Regions from separate parts of the Mus musculus genome. Here all the other regions are linked to region 2. Evidence: chromatin contacts called from public Hi-C and promoter capture Hi-C data. All regions are on one chromosome and are shown on one strand. Each heading gives the region's core, a stretch centred on a gene start, on an enhancer-like site or on the middle of the called end of the contact. The rest is flanking DNA. Distances are from core to core; before and after follow the strand shown.

What was found. Promoter capture Hi-C pulls out the DNA fragments that hold promoters and counts their contacts. A called contact is a pair of places that touch in the nucleus more often than the background predicts.
Region 1: a promoter capture Hi-C map of liver shows a contact between it and region 2, with 2.4 times the contacts expected there. The contact joins the promoter of 4732465J04Rik here to the promoter of Cradd in region 2. A contact is called at or near these places in 1 of 39 promoter capture datasets (liver) and 1 of 115 datasets of contacts at active chromatin or transcription factors (bone marrow-derived macrophages).
Region 3: a contact with region 2 is called in a Hi-C map of uterus, with 4 times the contacts expected there. The contact joins the enhancer-like site here to the promoter of Cradd in region 2. A contact is called at or near these places in 2 of 39 promoter capture datasets (the C10 cell line and cranial neural crest), 2 of 484 Hi-C or Micro-C datasets (bone marrow-derived macrophages and uterus), 2 of 115 datasets of contacts at active chromatin or transcription factors (embryonic basal ganglia and embryonic limb bud) and 1 of 9 other capture datasets (adipose tissue).

The regions. Positions count from the first base shown.
Region 1 is chr10:95,771,463-95,775,331 of GRCm38.p6, forward strand. It overlaps 4732465J04Rik (a long non-coding RNA gene), which reads left to right and starts at 1,671. Exons shown (of 5, transcript XR_380952.1): 1 at 1,671-1,745; 2 at 2,261-2,303.
Region 2 is chr10:95,322,429-95,326,448 of GRCm38.p6, forward strand. It overlaps Cradd (CASP2 and RIPK1 domain containing adaptor with death domain), which reads right to left and starts at 1,281. Exons shown (of 3, transcript NM_001330138.1): 1 at 1,041-1,281; 2 at 158-461. The coding sequence starts at 455.
Region 3 is chr10:95,042,759-95,046,469 of GRCm38.p6, forward strand. No RefSeq gene overlaps it. Among named protein-coding and RNA genes, the nearest start is that of Gm40744, 83 kb to the left of the region's middle. Within about 2 kb of position 1,548, at least 8 of the 459 cell types and tissues checked have an H3K27ac peak or open chromatin away from gene starts, as enhancers often do. A contact at or near this core is called in uterus, where this site is marked.

The sequences.
Region 1 (3,869 bases), core at 421-2,920, 450 kb after region 2:
TAGGTGCAAATGGTGTATGCATGAGAGCGTGTAAGATGATTTTCAGTCATTGTGCAAATGTTTTAAAATTTCAATTATGAATTAGAAGATTCTAAGCGTAATCTTTGAGTACAAAAATACTATTGTGCACTCCAAGGACCCCAGTGAGTTGATTTAAAGACAGCCTAAAGGAATGTGTCGTGAAGCAGCCATCTACAAGGATATGAGCAAGAGCATGGCATGGAGTCTTAGCATTATTTGAATGGTCTGAGGGACTGAGAAACGAAGTTTATTTTCCAGGAGACAGAGAAGTTACATGAGTTACCCATGCTCAGAAGAGATCAGAGACCAGAACATGGTCACCTGACTTTGCCCCAACATCCTTGGTCAACTTCCCACTCTACGGATGAGGAAACAGCAGCTTGGCTAAGGAGCCATCTGTTTTTGAATAGAGACTCCAGTGAGAATCTGGCCGCAAAGTAGAAAAGCATAGACTTTTAGTGTAAAACCAAAGTCCGTACTTATAGAGTGCTTACTATGCACCTCAATCTTATGGAGATCTCTCACATATTAATGCATATTAATCCCTAAAACACCCTTTTAGATACAATTAGACATTTCCATTGTCTTTCTTTTCATGAGAGACAAATGAAGGAATGAAGACGGTTATCGTTTGTATATGCTTAGCCCAGGGAGTGGCGCGATTAGAAGGTGTGGCCCTGTTGGAGTGTGCATGGCCTTGTTGGAGTAAGTGTGTCACTGCAGGTATGGGTTTTAAGACCCTCATCCTAGCTTCCTGGAAGCCAGTCTTCTGCTAGCAGCTTTCAGATGAAAATGTAGAACTCTCAGCTCTGCCTGTACCATACCTGCCTAGACGCTGCCTTGCTCCCACCTGGATGATAATGGACTGAACCTCTGAACCTGTAAGGCAGCCCCAATTAAATATTGTCCTTTATAAGACTTGCTTTGGTCATGGTGTCTGTTCACAGCAGTAAAACCCTAACTAAGACAAAGATCAAGTGCTTTTTAACATTTAGTCTAATATGCTGAGACTCGAACCTACCTCGTCAATCCAGCTCTAGAGTGTGTTCTCTCACCCACTATACACTCAGGTCACCAATACGTGAGGATGTGATGGAGGTATCTTGATCTCTGCTGGGAATGGAACTATTCTGCTCATTGTGGGGCCTCCTCTCCATTTCCCACCTCCAACTGGCCAGTGAGTCCTGGTCCATTCTGTAGGAGACATAATTTCTTCTGGCCATCCACTTTTTCTTCTTCAGCAAGCTTCCACTCCATAGTTCAGGCTGTCCTAGAATTCACGATTCTCCTGCCTCAAATCCTCTAAGTGCTAGGATTGCAGAAACCCCCAGGAACAATGTACAGTTGCCATTGTTTCCTAGGAATAATCCATTCATATGTAATGATGAAAACAAAGACTCCTATCTCCAAGGCTGAGATGGACAGAACCACAGTTGGTGACTAGTAGTGTGAGTCACATAGTGTGAGCCACGTGGATTCATGGCAAACCTGACAGACATGGGTAGAGGCCCAGGGCACTACAGGGGGTCACCCGGTGCCAAGGAAGTCCTGCCTGCTCACTGCCTGGTGTTTGGCACAACACCTGGTGCCGAGCAGGTGTTCAGAGCAAGAACGATTGGAAGCTCGGATGGAAACAGCTAGGTCTCGACATGGGCAGCGGTGTGGTGATTGGAGGTGAGAGGGCAGCAGACCCAAATTTGACCTACTTTACTATCCTGCTCCAGGTAAGCTAGGAGAAAAGCTGAGTGCCAGATTTCCAGTCCACAGGGAAGAGCACAATGCCCAGACCATGCAACAGTGTGCTGTCATAGCTAAGGTTCCTAGCTTAGAGGGAATCCTTTCACCTTTGTCTTCCATCGCAGCAGGCTTATGGATTCTGCCTCCTTAAATAAAGGGACCTTGGTCTCCATCCACGTAGGGTGTTTGGTGGGGTGGGGTGGGGAGGGGGAGGCCATCTGGGTCCTGTCACTAGCCTCCTCTGTATTGGTGCTCAACGAGGATCAGGCTATGGGTGCTCTCCTTTATCTCCCCAGCAGGTGCTGACAGCTGAGCCATTCCACACACCTTTGGGGCAAAGAACCGCTGGAAGCCCGGGCCAAGTTCAAAGACCGAACATTCTTTCCAAGGCGACCAGAAGCACCCTGGAGGGCTGGCTCCTAGTTACATAAGCCACAGGTTAGCAGGTCCCCCACTGATGTACTCCGCCTGAGCCTCTCTGACTTACGCAACTATTACGCAGACGCACTTGTCCAGTGTGGCAACAGCCGCTACGTTGCTATCAAGTATGTGGTGTATCCGCCCATACTCACTTAGACAACGCTAAAGCTCTTCACCACCAGGTGGTTAAGGCAGTCTGATCGGGCTGGCAGGAGGGAAAGGCATGACTTACTGTAGCTCTTGGCCCAGGCCACCGAACACTCAGTACCTTGTACCCCGTTAGCCTTGGGCAGTAAACCCTCTGATAAAATGTTCTCTTTTGGTGTTTGTTTTTCCTGGCAGTCTCATTTTGGGATATAAATGGTTCATTATTTCCACCCCATAGATCCATTCTTGCTTTCTGAAGAAAAAAAAAAAGGAAAGATTGGTTAAAAAAAAAAAAAAATCATCACTGGGGTGACCCCTCCTCTTCTCAAATGTTCTGACCTTGAATGAGGCCAAGTTTCCACACTGCTCTGGGCCATCTACAGCCGAGCCAATGTGGGAGAGGTTGACTTAGGGAAGGCAGCCGTGAACAGGGGATATAAATATATTACACTAAAACACTTGGTGCCATTAAATGCCAGGAAGTGGCATAGACCTTCTCCCCCTCCCCCCCCCCCCACCAGCCCCTGCAACCTTTTCAGAGGATACTTGGTGAGCATCAGCAGTTAGGAAGTTGGAACAGGGTCCCTCCCCAGCTAGGTCATTTTCCCTGCAGGGCATCTTGGAGGCAAATTTTATTAAGGATCAAGTAACTGGCCCAAAGCAGTATAAATAGCGAGAGAGCATATGACAAGCCCGGCAATGAATGTGGCCCGGGCTCAGGCAAGGCGCCTGCTGTGTTGACTGCTACACTGCAAGCTTGCATGGAGCAGTCTTCCCGGAATGTGACCAGAAAAGTTGTGCGCAAAGGTGCACGCAGACTTGCTAAGGCTTAGTATTTAAAAAAATTTTCAAAGGGACGCCTCCTTATTTTTTGGAACTTGGCGAGCCACACAGTTAATTCAGGAAAGGAACCTAAGGCTGGAGGAGATTAAGTTTGGAAGCAGACACTGTCCCAGACTGAGCTTCCCCAAGTCCTTCAGGTACTACTAAGAGCAAAACCTTAAAGCACATCGAAATACTGTGTAGGAGTTAACATGCCAGAGCAGACAAGGAGGACCTCAGACTTGACTCTTACATGGACAATCTGGAGTGAGTTTAATGTAGCCCATTTGTTTGTTCTACTGATCTCTCCCTTCGCTTTAGAGTAGACCCGGAGTGTAAACCAAGCTTTAGCGAAATGGATCAGATAACTGAGCGATGAGAGCCACAGGGTTATGACAGAACAATTTCTTAAACTAGCTGTCTTTTGTCAGTCCTGTCCCCACTGTCCAGAGCTGTTGACACCTCTGAAGATAAGCGTGTGTCCTCCACTGGAGGAGACTCAGAGGATTGAAATAAAGCAGAGCATTCCCGCTCGTATCCAACACATTTCCAAGGGACCCCTGGCTTCTGGGACAACACATCTGTGTTGTTCTGACCTAAGTTCTAAATGCACTTCAAGAGATGACAGTATTGTCAGCTCCCTACCCTTCTGAAAAGGACAGTAGCCACCTGAACATACCACACTCTTGTCAATTTATATATATAAAAAAAAAAAACAGTGT
Region 2 (4,020 bases), core at 31-2,530:
CGCCTCCTCGTCTTGACCCTCCGACGCCATGCCCTCTGCATCCAAACCGTTGCCCATGCTCGTGGCCCTGGTCCCTCCTAAAAGACCAAATTCCAATCCACTGGGCATGGTTGCAACACTTCCAGAGCTGTTTTGAGGGGATCTCTTTGGGGCCTACCTGTAGGCAGCTCGGCTGTGACTTCCTCTCTCGCCTTCTCCAGCTTCTCTCTTACCCAGGGAAATTCCTGGAGGGAATCGAGGAAGGTGTCAAAAGCTTTGGGGCCCCTGGAAGGCAGGATGTCCAGCAACAGCATTGTCTTCCGGAGGCCTGTGGTTTGAGCTTTGATTTCTTGAATGTGGTTTTCTGTCAAAATTCCTTCCTGGTAAAGGTACTGAAGAACCAGTCCTTCCACCAGTACCTCGGCACCCAGCTCCAGACGCAGGGAGCGGAGTACCTGCTTGTCTCTGGCTTCCATTTCTTCCTGGAAAGAGCCAAAATGAGCACCTAGGTTTCAGGAATGCTGATGGACACCCCCCCCCCCAAAGTCAGTGTATTGCTGCAAACTCATTAATGAGCACCTCAAAAATCAGTCAGGTCTTTATATCTTAAGAGGCTGCTGAGCCACGGTGTTTCCTAAGCGGCTGTTAAGCCAAACCACGGATATTTCAAACACTTCCCGGCATAATGAACGACACTCATTATGGATGTTTCTACCTCTGCTTCTCACGATAATGGGGCCCTATTTCAATTCCTTGTGCAGTAAGAGAGCCAACAGAAAACAGATCTGATCCCTTACTTAAAATGCAATCCCTAAGGATTACAGATTTATTAATCTATTTATATTATTATATAAAATTAAATGCTAGAAAATAGTGGATTTCAATATTGCTTTGCCAGAGTTAGTCCAGCACCCACGCTTTAGAAACTGCTAAAAAGCACCAGGGACATTTATTTATAGACCCTGACCAGCAATAGAAGACAGTCCGGAGGAAAGAAGTTTATAGAGCATTCAAAGAAAGGACAAGCACCCTCAAGAAAATGAGTGTTTGTGTGCCTTTACCGATAAGCCTCACAAGAATTCGGAATGTGGGTCGCAGTAGGGCCGTGAGCACGCATGCATGGGACACTGAATGAGCTCAGGTCGCTAGTGTGCTGCGGGGTGGCTTGCGGTGGCAATGAAGGCAAGGGGAGCAAGGGTGGCGGGCGGGGCTTCTGCCACCCTCAGCCCACACAAGCGGGACGTCGGATCCCAGCCTTGCTCGCGATCTTCCGCCAAATCGGGAGGTGGCAGGTGAGGAGGGCGTGGGTGACCGTTTTGTTTTGTTTTGTTTTGGCAGCGTGTTTCCATTTGGAACTTGTAAAAAGTTCCCTGTCTCGGCAGCTGAAAGCCGTGGTTGTGGCACAGTTAGAGCTACCGACGATTTTCACGGTAAATGAAGCCGCAGACTGTCCTCTCGGAGGAAACCGACCCCCGGCACCGCCACCCGAACCCCGGTCCAGCCCCCGGGAGAGCCGCGCAGGGGCGATGTCGCCACGGCGCGGGGACAGCGAGAGAAGATGGAGTCATCTTACTTACGTCTGCGACCACGTACCGTTTAAAAAAAAAAAAAAAAAGAATAACTAAAACTACAACCGGAATCCAGACTGCTAGGGAACCTGTACCATAAAGACCATCTTTGTTGAGGGCAAAAGTCCTAGACAGGAAGTATTGCGACCATCTTTGTTAAAGGCAAGAGCAGGAAGTGCTGTAGCCATCTTTGTTGAGGGCGCAAGACGTCAGGTTGAAGTTTGTTCCGCCATGTTTGCTGTGGGAAAAGAGGCACACTCTCCTACATTAAAAAAGAGAGAGAGTGGTTTAAAAACTCTAAGGCAGTAGTTCTCAATCTTCCTAATGCTTTGACCTTGTAATATGGTGTCCCCCAACCATAAAATTATTTTTGTTGCTACTTCATAACTAATTTTGCTATGTTATAAATCCTAGTGTAAACATCTGTGTTTTCTGATAAGTCTTACACTGCCACTGTGAAAGGGTTGTTACAGAGCCACAGGTTGAGAACAGGTGATCTACGTTATCTAAGTGAAAGAGTAAATGAATTGTTGAATCTTAACAGAAAAAACTCCATGAGAGCCTGACTATAATAAGCTAGTCAAAAGTTAATCTAGCAGTTAAGCCCTGAGTTCAACTCCCAGTAATATACACCTACATGCACAAATTACTTCATAAAATAAAACAATTAATAAACTCATTAATTAGTTGGGTGACATGTAACAAAAAGGATGTGTGTGCTAAAAAAATTTTTTGACAATAGAAAAAGAATATTTCTACCAGTACCTCCAGTTGAAAATAAAATATCTATAAACATATCAGTAGACACTTATAAATCTCCTTCCTCAACACCTTTCAACTGTATGTGCAAACTTACAATGCTAATATACTCCAGGGTTTCTATGCAGGCACTAGCTGTCTTACTGACAGTGTTTTTATGTAAGTGGTAGGAATTCTTTTTAGCATTTCAAATCATTGCAGTCTAGAGAAGCAGGAAAGTCAATTGTATCATCCAAAATCTCACAGCCAATACAGAGTAAAACCTAAATTCTAACCAAGTCCCTCTGATCTCCTGCTCTTTCCAGTACACCACACAACCATGTATGATTGACTCTATTCTTCTAATGGCAGTCAAAATATTGCTAGTGAATCACCCAACTGTCACCTCCTTGCACAAGCTTGAGCTACACAGAGGGTCCTTCATTATCTTTAGCTCTAGAATCATTGGTCTTTAAAAAAAGGAAAACAATAAAAGGTGAATAACTGTCAACAACAGCTTCGGTGATCATCCAAATGAGTATAGAGATAAATCTCTTGTGCACTGTATAAAAACATTGACCTGTCAATAAAAAGCTGATTGGCCAATGAGCTTAGGCATGAAGTTAAAAGGTGGGACATCCAGCAGAGAGAGAGAGAGAGAGAGAGAGAGAGAGAGAATATGTTGGGACAGAGACAGGTGAGAGAATGACCCCAGAATGCTGATGGAGACCAAAGCAAAAACCTGAGGACCAGGTAACCAGTCATATGGCAGGATTTAGAATAGAATAATGGGGTAATTAATTTATGAGCTAATGTTTCTTGTGAGTCAAGGAACAGGCAAAGTTAATGAACTAGGTATTTGTAAATAGGTTTGAATCTCAGAATTTTTATTTCAGTAGCAGGGGCCAGGAGAAAAAACAAAAACATACTGAAATACACAACTATAGGAAGAGGAGAGTTAAACCTTTAGCTCAGAGGAGGGAATCTTCCTACTTTGCCGGATACTTGATCACACTATGAACCCCAAGATTTTCTTATTTATTGAAAAAAAAAATCTGTTTCTAGTTGTGGTGTGGCTCAGCCCTTAGCACACAGCTTCAGTCCCTCTTGCTGGAATACAAACAGGTCCTTAATCCCAAACAGTGGAGGTAAAGTTACTTTGTAAAAATGAAGCACCCATGTTTGAAAGTGATATCTAGTTGAGTGGCAAAGTGACGAATCAGAGAAAGACTGGACAGAATTGGATATGCCCAACTCTCACAAGAGGAGAGAGGAAAGGAAGCCGTGAAGAAGGAAAGAGGACAATTTTACCCGGACAGTTTGCAGAGAGAGGACAAGCTAGACACAGGTAAATACAGAATGAGCCAGAGAAGGAGGAGACAGAAGATTAAAACAGATTTGCTGTGGATAGCCCTGGGGCTAATTATATTTGATGTTCACTCTGTTCTCCTGTGAGGGGTTGTGAACAAGGAATGAGTCAGCACTCAGGTGATTTCCTGTAAACCTGCTTCCCACCTTAAAGTGTAAAATAAAGGAGAGCTGATGATTGGGCAGATAAAAGGGAAGGTAGAGTGAAAGGAGCAGAAAAAGAAAGAGAAAAATGGAAGAGGGAGAGGACACAGGGGAGAAGGATAAGGAAGAAAAGCAGAGCAGAAGCACATGGCCTGGGGAAATCACAAGTTCTAAGGGGTCTCATAGATGTGGAAGATGGTAAAGTAGCAGTAGATCTGCCCAG
Region 3 (3,711 bases), core at 298-2,797, 280 kb before region 2:
GGACCACCAGATCCTTGGTCTTCTCTAGGGCAGAGGCTTCAGAGGCCTCTGGGATTTGATACTCAGAGTAAGTCAACGCAGTAAGTGCATCTGACCTGTCTGAAGGGCTGTTATGATAGTGAGTGGTGATTTGAGATATTCATTCTGCTAGAGAGAGAGAGAGAGAGAGAGAGAGAGAGAGAGAGAGATCTCCCTCAGATGAAAATTGCTATATAAATCTTTGCCTGATGGTAATATCCTGACAGAGGAGAAAATTAGAAAGCAGTGATACCCAAAGAGTACTAAATTAGAAGCTGATTTTCATTCTCAGGCAACAGAGTGGACAGATGTGGACTGAGGACTTGCAAGAATCAGCAGGTCCCGTCATCTCTGTCCTTGCCCTCTGGGGGTGGGGTGGGGTGGGGTGGCAAGAAGACACTGTCTAGACACAATGTTCTCTTCTGACCTCTGCAAGCATCTGTGCTTATGTGCACATGCCCCACCCCACCCCCAACACACACACGTACATATATACACATAACCTCAAATAAAACCACCCGGGGGAGAGTGATTCCTTACTTGGATTTTTCTATCATTCCCCCGTTCACAAAAAATCCTATTCCTATCCAATACTTGACATCTCAATTGATTCCTCTCCAAATAGATGGATGAGCATGTGTGAGTGTGTGTGTGTGCGCGCAAGGGGCAGTTGTCAGACAGAAAGAGTTTATAAGAAAACTTTGATGAAGTGGTAAACCCTATACTCCAAACTTCTTATTTGTTCAGTAGGGCATGCCACATTTCCACTAGTCAATGACTTCTCATCACTAGGCTTGGTCTGATGGAGACAGCCATGCCTGGCCCTTTGCCTCCCTATCCCTCACTAATATGCCCTCTGTCCTAGCCAGTCTCCAGCTGAGAGTTCACTCAGGAGACCACCTTCTGTACAGTACACTTGGCCTCTGCAGGCACCTGTGCTTATGAGCACATATCCCCGAGTCTGGTCCTATCCCTGGAAGTTGGCCTCAGGGCTCCAGGATCTCCCAGTCCTAACTGGGATCTCCACTGTTCCTTTCCCCAGAGCTGGAATGGAAGCATCCAGTTAGGCTTACTCCTACCCACAAATGACAGTCCCAGTGAGAAATGAGTCTTTGAGACTATAAGCCATGATACATTTCAAGTGAATGCTACCTGCAGAGAGCGTAACTTTCCTTGATTAGCATGGTCTCCTAAGTGGGACCATATTCTATTAATTGACTGGCAACTCTTTTACCTTGAGTGGTAGGCAGCGCCAGCTGTTCTCACTTCCTACTGCTGTCACTTGGGTGCCATAGAAACAGAGCAGGCTACTTTGTGTTACTGTTTCCTTAAGGCCCAATTTGGATTGTGGGAAGAGATGCCTCAGACAAGGGCTGTCATTTCCCAGCCTTTGAGAGGTCTTGCTTCAGCAGGCGGAGCAATTTGTCAGAGAGGTCGGGAGGCCACAAAATGTCACTAGCAAGCAGGGAGCATGCTCACGTGGTTTCTTCCCATCTATCTGGCAAGATCTTTAATTGTTTCTAAAGAAATCTCCGGGCTGATGTTAGCCATATGGAAACGCTCAAACAGGGGACAGCAGAGGAATACAGTTGGATCACGTTTCTTTAGTTGTCTGTAAAAAAATGGCATGTAATTTGCAAACCAAAAATGATGCTTCAAAGAAACAATGACAACAAAGTTCTTCATTTGAAATGCCTCCATGTGCCATCTCCCTCTCCAAAAAAAAAAAAAGACATTCCCAATGAATGGCATTCTTTTAAGCATTCTATCTTAACAACACTCCTTAAAGGACCAGGTCCTCTGCACTTGTGATGATCTCCTCCCCCAAGCCTAATCCTCTACTAATCTTAACTTATTTTATTAGTCCCATAAACCACGCATCATCCCAACACACACACATACACCACTCACACACGCGCACACACACACACACCACACACATACTACACACACACCACATACACACCACTCACACACACACACACCTACCACATTAGGTAGTATTTCTTTTTCTGTTAACACTTCAGTGATCCTTGTTTAACCAACATTTGAATAGATGTGACGTGTACCTGCCCGGAGCAGCAGAATTGTAGTTATACTCTCTGTATAAAATTTCCTAAGGTACCCTCCCTCCCTCCTTTTCTCCTCCCTCCTTCCCTCCCTTCTTCACATTTAGGAAGTTCACCATTATTGAGCCATGCCCCCAGCCCCTGAAGGTATTCTTCTACCTTGGACTGGATTTGATAATTTAGGGACCATAACCAAACCCACAAAATGAAAGGAAATGGACATAAGTAAGTAATGGCTACATGAAAGATGTGGTGTCCGACAGTACCACGTGGCTTTAGACACAATGTATCTAATGTTACTAGCTACACATCTTTTCCTAAACTGCAGTGGGAAAGGTTTTCCCAAGGAAGACATGCTCTGAAGTTTCAACTTTGCTCTGATTCTAGAGTGTTTCCCTTTTATAATCCTTGTTGGGCACTTCTGCACCTAGATGTGATAGTGGGTGGGGGAGGGGGTTAGATAGGCATGTATTTATGGGCAAACTGCTGAACTAATGACCAGTCTGTCTGTCTTAATTGTCTTTCTGACATGGCTCAAATCTGAGGGTTTAACGTAACAGAATCCTGGAGACTTTCATGTCAAGCGCAGAAACAGATCTTTGTTTGACTCTTTTTATTCCAACTGTGCAAATCAGCGGGGCTCCTGGAATTATAGCAACAGACTCCGTTCAAATAAAAATACACTCTAGAGCTTCTCCACTTCAGTGTACTTAAGAGTCACCAGGGATGCTTGTTAAAAACACAGATTTCCAGACTCCACCTCACACAACTCTATCAAAACCTAAGGGAAAAATTCCAACTCCATTCTCCCAAATAAGCTTTGTATGTGGTTCTCAGACTACAAGCCAGGCAACCGTTCTTTGAAAGACTCTACTGACTACATGTCTACCTGGTAGACATCTAAAGTCAATGGGATCCCTCTACCAACCACAGTTGGGAAATTAGTATCTCCTGGTCTGAGGGATGTTTGAAAGAATCCCCTCCACTTTCTCAAAAGATGTAGCCCCCCTTAGGTCAATGGTTCGCAACCTTCCTAATGCTGTGAGCCTTTGATTCGGTTCCTCGTGTGGCAGTGACCCCCAACCATAAAATTAGTTCCATAGCTACTTCATAACTGCATTTTTGCTACTGTTGTGAATTGTAATGTAAATATCTCAGATGCAGGATATTTGACATGTGATCCTCCCCAAAGGTGTCCCAACCCACAGGTTGAGAATCATTGTCTTGGGTGGTTTGCTTGCTCCAGTTCTTGTTTCACCACATTTTTTTTCCTGTTCTGTTGAGTTTTGTATTCACATAGTTCAGAGTTTCCACCACAAAAACTTGGATGAACAAGAACAATGACATCTATCATAACTGTGCAGTATCTGGGACTGAGCAGAATTGAACATTTAAAGAAATTTTACTTATTTTTTAAAATTTATTTTTACTTCAAATTATATGTTTACGTGTGTGTGTCTATGTAGGGATATGGACATGTAAGTGAAGTTGTCCTTAAAGGCTAAAAAAGGGTGGTGGATCCCCCAGATCTAGAATGGCAGGCAGTTGGGGGCGGGGACCCAATGTAGGTGCTGGGGACCAAATCCTCTGTAAGAGCAGGATTTGCTCTTAACTGCTGAGCTTT